Regions from separate parts of the Mus musculus genome. Here region 1 is linked to region 2. The links are chromatin contacts, called in public HiChIP or PLAC-seq maps. All regions are on one chromosome and are shown on one strand. The core of a region is the stretch at or near the end of the contact, and the rest is flanking DNA. Distances in the headings are between cores, read along the strand shown.

Region 1 (3,025 bases), core at 471-2,970, 160 kb before region 2:
AGGAAATCCCCAAAACTAACTAGAATCACGTTGTCCCTCCCAGTCAGAGTCAACAATAAAAGCTGAGAGTCCCTCACAGCTTGAAACTGAGCTGCAAAGATGACTCAGAAGAGAAAGGTTTCAAAGCCGAGTTTTGAGACCAGAGCAGCTGCCCAGAAGAAGCAGATACCAGGCCAATTGCTTGGAAGAGGTAAACCTCTTTATAACTGAGGCTCCTCGAAAGGACACTTTCCAACCTGTTGAGCTGCCTGCAGGCTGTGTATTGTGTTCAAGGTTCTCAGCTTTGTGAACTATCACCCAGGTTGGGGTGGAATTTGCTGTTGCGACCATCTTTGGGTCATTTCTGCTCCTGTAAGTAACCCCTTGCCCATATCCCTGTAAATAACCCTAATAATGCACATTACTTCACTAAAGTAGACTTTGGTGGTATCTGTACCTTTGGTCTGTTCTGAGTTCCCTAGCTGGGATGAGTAGATAGATGTGTGATGCATCTTCCAGGAAAGGTTTTTTTTTTTGGGGGGGGGGTTGTTTTTGTTTTTCGAGACAGGGTTTCTCTGTATAGTCTTGGCTGTCCTGGAACTCACTTTGTAGACCAGGCTGGTCTCCAACTCAAAAATCTGCCTGTCTCTGCCTCCCAAGTGCTGGGATTAAAGGCGTGTGCCACCACACCTGGCTTCCCAGGAAACATTTTGTCACACAACAATGACTGAGTCACATCCTTAGCAGTGTCATTCCAGGGACCAGAATCTACTACTTAAAGATGAAAATAAAACAGTAGATAGCCTTCTGAATTTGCAAATTCCCTTCACAGTAGAAAAAAAAATCCAGAATGTATAAAAACCCAAAATTCTAATGCTTAGGTAATGTGTTAGTGCAAGCCAAACAGTAGAAAGGTTTTTTTTTAATTTAGCCAGTGTAGTTAAGTAAGCATCCCCAGTGTACCACCTTCTCAAGATTTTAATCTCCTGAGCCTGAACCACACTTCTCCGTAGCAACTCCTTACTGGCCTCAGGTGTCTGTTTTGGCAACAGATCTGGTGTTCTGGGTGTGCCCCTGACTCACTCAACCCTTCTCCCTTGAGAATCTCTAAGTAGGCTACAGTGGCGTTACCACCCAAGAGGCGCTGCTCCAAACACAAGGATAGTTGCACCGCCCCTTCCCCGTAGGGAGCCGCCCACAACGTCTCCGCAGGAGCCTAGCACCAGATGTGGTATCCCCTACGGCCCAACGAAAGATAAAGAGCTGCAGAGCCAGCGAGAGGACAGAGGGTGAAGCGCATTAAGGAGAAATGTCTGGAGTTATGAAACTCTAGGAACTGAGAGGGAGCCGAGGAACGCCGCTTCGCAGTGCTCCGAAGGGAGGCCGAGGCGCCAGGGCACACACAGCAAGACCATCGGGAGCCTTGAGGTCAAGGGCCTCTTGGCCGAAGAGAAACAGCGGATTGGTTTGGCAGAGGCTGAGGGGGGGCCGAGTCGCGACTCGGAGGGCGGGAATGCGGCACAGCCCCTGCCCATCCACGGTGCGGGTACCTTGGCTAGCAGAGTCCATGTTCAGGCGGCAGCTGGGTGTAGCTGGCGTCGGTGCTGGGATCGCAGGTCCTACAGGAGCCCAGCCCCGAGGACTGCAAGCTGGCAGCTTCGTACACACGAGCCAGTGGAACTGTAGGGCCGCAGTCGCTTACGTAATCAGCGACGCGCCGCCTTCCTTCCGCTCGGGTTCGTACTCCGCCTTCTTCCCGCCCTCGGTGAAGTAGTGTCCAATAAGAACGTCTTCTGGCCCCACCTAAGACAAATCTTTCAATTTGATAGGTCAGACTGCAGCGAAGCAGGAAGCAATGCTTCTAGTCTGGTTCCACAGTAAGATTCTAGGGTGAAAAAGGGCAGAACAGCTGAAGCTCGAGGCATGGGTGGTTCGGATTGTGTTGCAGTTCGCCGACTTCCCACCTTTAACCTCGGCTGCCCACAAGACTTCTGACTTTGCACCTCGACAGGTCAAACTCAGGCCTATGTACTCCCCAGTCCCCTGTCAACCTCTCCCCACCCCCTGTAAATTCTTTTGGTTTTTGAGTCAGGTTGCTTGCAGCAAAGGACGACCTTGAATTTACTGTGATCTTCCTGCGTCCACCTACCTAGAGCTAGAATTACAGGAGCAAACCATCACAGCTGATTTATACCGTATTGGGGATCGAGAATTCAGAGCTTAATGCATACTGGGCAAACATTGTACCAATTAACTTGCTTTTGCAACCTCTTTATGGAGACTTTTTATTGTCTAGGGAGTGCACTAAAAGTGTAGAGAGCGCGATTCGTCTTCTTGCCCTGCAGGTGCCGCTGTCTCCAGCTGGATTCCCACACTAGTAGGCCAGCTGTTTGGGGGCTGCTGGGCGGCTTGTATTCTGGTACTGGAAGAGTTCACACAGCACTGAACACCTCAGGGACCTGTTGGACCCTCCAAATAACTGAAGCCCAGCCCAGTGTAAGCACTCCGGTATTTTCTCACTTTCTTTTCACAGCATCAGGTGAGCCAGCACTGGCGCCCCCTCCCAGTTTACAGATGAGCAAACTGAGGCTAAAGTAAATTTCCAAAGATCACTCCAGAGCTTTGAGGTTCTTTTTTTTTTTTTTGATTTATTTATTTATTATATGTAAGTACACTGTAGCTGTCTTCAGACACGCCAGAAGAGGGCGTCAGATCTCGTGATCAGATGGTTGTGAGCCACCATGTGGTTGCTGGGATTTGAACTCCTGACCTTCGGAAGAGCAGTCGGGTGCTCTTACCCACTGAGCCATCTCACCAGCCCCGAGCTTTGAGGTTCTTATGGTTTTAGTGTGTCAACACTGACAGGAGAACAAGAGTGCCCCCCCGCCCCATTCCAAATGAGGAAGTCGTGACCATTGGGCAACTCTCTGCTAAAAGCAAGCCTTCCAATTTCTTTTGGCCCTTAATATTTTTCAGAAGAAAAAAAATCCTTAAAACAATATTCCCCCTCTTTCAGAATTGTCCCACCTACAAGATTGAATTTTCA
Region 2 (2,985 bases), core at 416-2,915:
GGTACCAAACCCTTAAGTGCTCTACCACTAAGCCTGAGCTGGCCTTGTTCTTGTGATCTTTCTGCTTCCGTCTCCTGAGTGCTGAGATTACAGGAAGGCATTACCATGCCTAGCACACATCTTTTTTTTAAGATTTATTTTTATTTTATGTATAAGGGTGTTTTTGCCTATGGGTATAATCTGTGGACTATAGTCACGCAGTACCCACAAAGGCCAGAGGAGGGTGCCAGATTCTCCTTGAACTACACTTAGAGCTCTGTGAAACACCATACAGGTTCAGGGAAATCCAAAGTAGGCTCTCCAGAAAAGCAGTCAGTGAGTGCTCTTAACCACTGAGCCATCTCTCCAGCTCGACATCTAGGGTTTTTTTTTTTTTTTTTAAAGATTTATTTATTTATTATATGTAAGTACACTGTAGCTGTCTTCAGACACTCCAGAAGAGGGAGTCAGATCTTGTTACAGATGGTTGTGAGCCACCATATGGTTGCTGGGATTTGAACTCCAGACCTTTGGAAGAGCAGTCAGTGCTCTTACCCACTGAGCCATCTCACCAGCCCGACATCTAGGTTTTGATAGATGTGGATTAAAAAAAAAAAAAAAAGCCGGGCGTGGTGGCGCACGCCTTTAATCCCAGCACTCGGGAGGCAGAGGCAGGCGGATTTCTGAGTTCGAGGCCAGCCTGGTCTACAAAGTGAGCGCCAGGACAGCCAGGGCTATACAGAGAAACCCTGTCTCGAAAACCCAAAAAAAAAAAAAAAAGATTTATTTATTGATATATGTAAGTACACTGTAGCTCTCTTCAGACACACCAGAAGAGAATATCAGATCTCATTATGGGTGGTTGTCAGCGACCTTGTGGTTGCTGGGATTTGAACTCTGGACCTTCAGAAGAGCAGTCAGTGCTCTTAACCACTGAGCTATCTCTCCAGCCTCAGATGTGAATATTTTACAACCAGTATTCTACTCCCTCAAGAAGAATGTAGCTTTGAGCGGGGCAGTGGTGATGCACGCCTTTAATCCCAGCACTTGGGAGGCAGAAACAGGCAGATTACTAAAGCCAGTCTGATCTACAGAGTGAGTTCCAGGTCAAACTCTGTCTCAAAAACAAAACAAAACAAAACAAAAAAACAAGGAGGAGGAGGAAGGAGAGGAGGAGAATGTAGCATTTCTGAGACTCACTTCTCACTGCTGGCAGTTTCTAGCTTCCCACTTCTGGCAGTGGTCAGTAAACTCCAGTGACTGTATGCCTGAGTCACTGGATTAAGGACTTTCTTTTCCTAGAAGGGAGCTACAAGCACACACTGTTGACAGAGCTACTGCGTGATCACCATATCCACCAGCCACAGTTGGTACCTCCGACTGCCCCACACCTCACACTTACTTCTACCTTTGCTGCTGATGCTGTTGTTACTTTGTGGCAGGGAGAGTGCCTGTGTGCTAAGGTTCATAGGTAGAGGTCTTAGGACAGTCTAAGGGTTCTCACCTTCCAACATGTAGGCCTTAGGAACTGAACTCAGAGCATCAGGCTTGCTTGGTGATAAGCACCTTTACCAGCTGAACTATCTTGCCAGCATGCTTTGTTTTTTATGTATGTGTGTGGTCCTGTGATTGACTACCTGGGCTCACCAATGCTAGACAAATGCTCTACCAGTGAGCTAAGTTCCTAGACCCTTAAGTCTCTTTAATTGCAGCCATTTCCATCAGAATACAGTATCACTTCCTGTAGTTTGGGCCTGAAATGACCTTGTGACTAGAGCAGTTAAACCCTTCCACAAACCATAAGTGGCCATTCTGTAAACTTCAGAAAACTATCTACTCAGGTTTCTTAGAAGTGAGCTGGACTGTTCAATTCTAAAAGCCTTTGTTCACTGTAGATCCAGGTCCTTTGAAAGGCTGCAGCATTTCCTCATTTTCTGAAACTTGCTTTTTTTCTTTAAAACCATGTTTTGAAGTTTTTATTAACTTTAAAATGCTTACAGCTGCATATTCCATTTTTTTGATAAAACAGAGAGCGAATATATGCATAGTGTAAAGAAACACTGAAATTCTGACCTATTAGAATCTTAATAGGCACATCAGCCATGAACTCTACAACGCATGAATAACTAAATCACTTACCTTTTCACGGAGCATGTTCAATGATAGAAAATAAAGTTTGACCCTAGTACCTGTGTGTGTGTGTGTGTGTGTGTGTGTGTGTGTGTGTGTGTGTGTGTATACGTACATATGCATATAACTTGAAAAAGTAAATATACACACTATTCTCAGCTAGAATGCTAAAAAAATTTTTTTAACTAACAGTGGGAAGATCAAGATGTTAGAAGGTAAGGCACGCTAAGACCCCAGCCTCGAGTTCAATCCCATGAGAGAACCAAGTATTCCAAATCATCCACTGACCTCCACACATGCACAGTGGGTCACACATACATACACTCAAACAAAAATAAATTAGTACTTTACAATTTTCTTTTAAATTTAACTGATAAAGCCAGGTGTGATGGCCCACGCCTTTAATCCTAGTACCCGGGAGGCAGAGACAGGTGGATCTCTGTCAGTTGGGAGCCAGCCTGGTCTACAAAGTGAGTTCCAGGACATGGCTGTTATACAGAGAAACCTTATCTCAAAAAAACCAAAACCAATACTCTTGAAAGGAAAAACTGATGTTAGAGTTTACTAATCTTCTCTCAGAGTGTGATAGCATACACCTTTAATTCAGGAGACAAAGGCAGACAAATTTCTCTGAGTTCAGGCCAGCCAGGGATACACAGTGAGACCCTGTCTCAAAACAAAATAAGACTTTAATTTTTCTAATTCTTTTAAAAAGCCTAAGCTTGAAATTTTAAGTCTAACTTATTTTGTTTTGTTTTTCAAGACACTGTATCTTTGTGTAGTGCACACCAGGCCTGCCTCTGCCTCCCGAGTGCTGGGATTAAAGGCATGCGTCACCACGCCCGCTTACCGCAGTGATTTCTAACCTAGTTCTTC

The links. HiChIP or PLAC-seq counts read pairs in DNA pulled down with a chosen protein or histone mark.
Region 1: a contact with region 2 is called in an H3K27ac HiChIP or PLAC-seq map of embryonic stem cells, with 4 times the contacts expected there. The contact joins the promoter of Tpd52l2 here to the enhancer-like site in region 2. A contact is called at or near these places in 1 of 484 Hi-C or Micro-C datasets (stem cell-derived epiblast-like cells), 7 of 115 datasets of contacts at active chromatin or transcription factors (the SCID.adh cell line, astrocytes, bone marrow-derived macrophages and 2 more) and 3 of 9 other capture datasets (adipose tissue, liver and pancreatic islet).

What each region holds. Positions count from the first base shown.
Region 1 is chr2:181,495,837-181,498,861 of GRCm38.p6, reverse strand. It overlaps Tpd52l2 (tumor protein D52-like 2), which reads right to left and starts at 1,720. Exons shown (of 9, transcript NM_001373959.1): 1 at 1,530-1,720. The coding sequence starts at 1,548.
Region 2 is chr2:181,331,476-181,334,460 of GRCm38.p6, reverse strand. The region is part of intron 8 of Rtel1 (regulator of telomere elongation helicase 1); the gene reads right to left. Among named protein-coding and RNA genes, the nearest start is that of Rtel1, 13 kb to the right of the region's middle. Within about 2 kb of position 1,665, at least 8 of the 459 cell types and tissues checked have an H3K27ac peak or open chromatin away from gene starts, as enhancers often do. A contact at or near this core is called in embryonic stem cells, where this site is marked.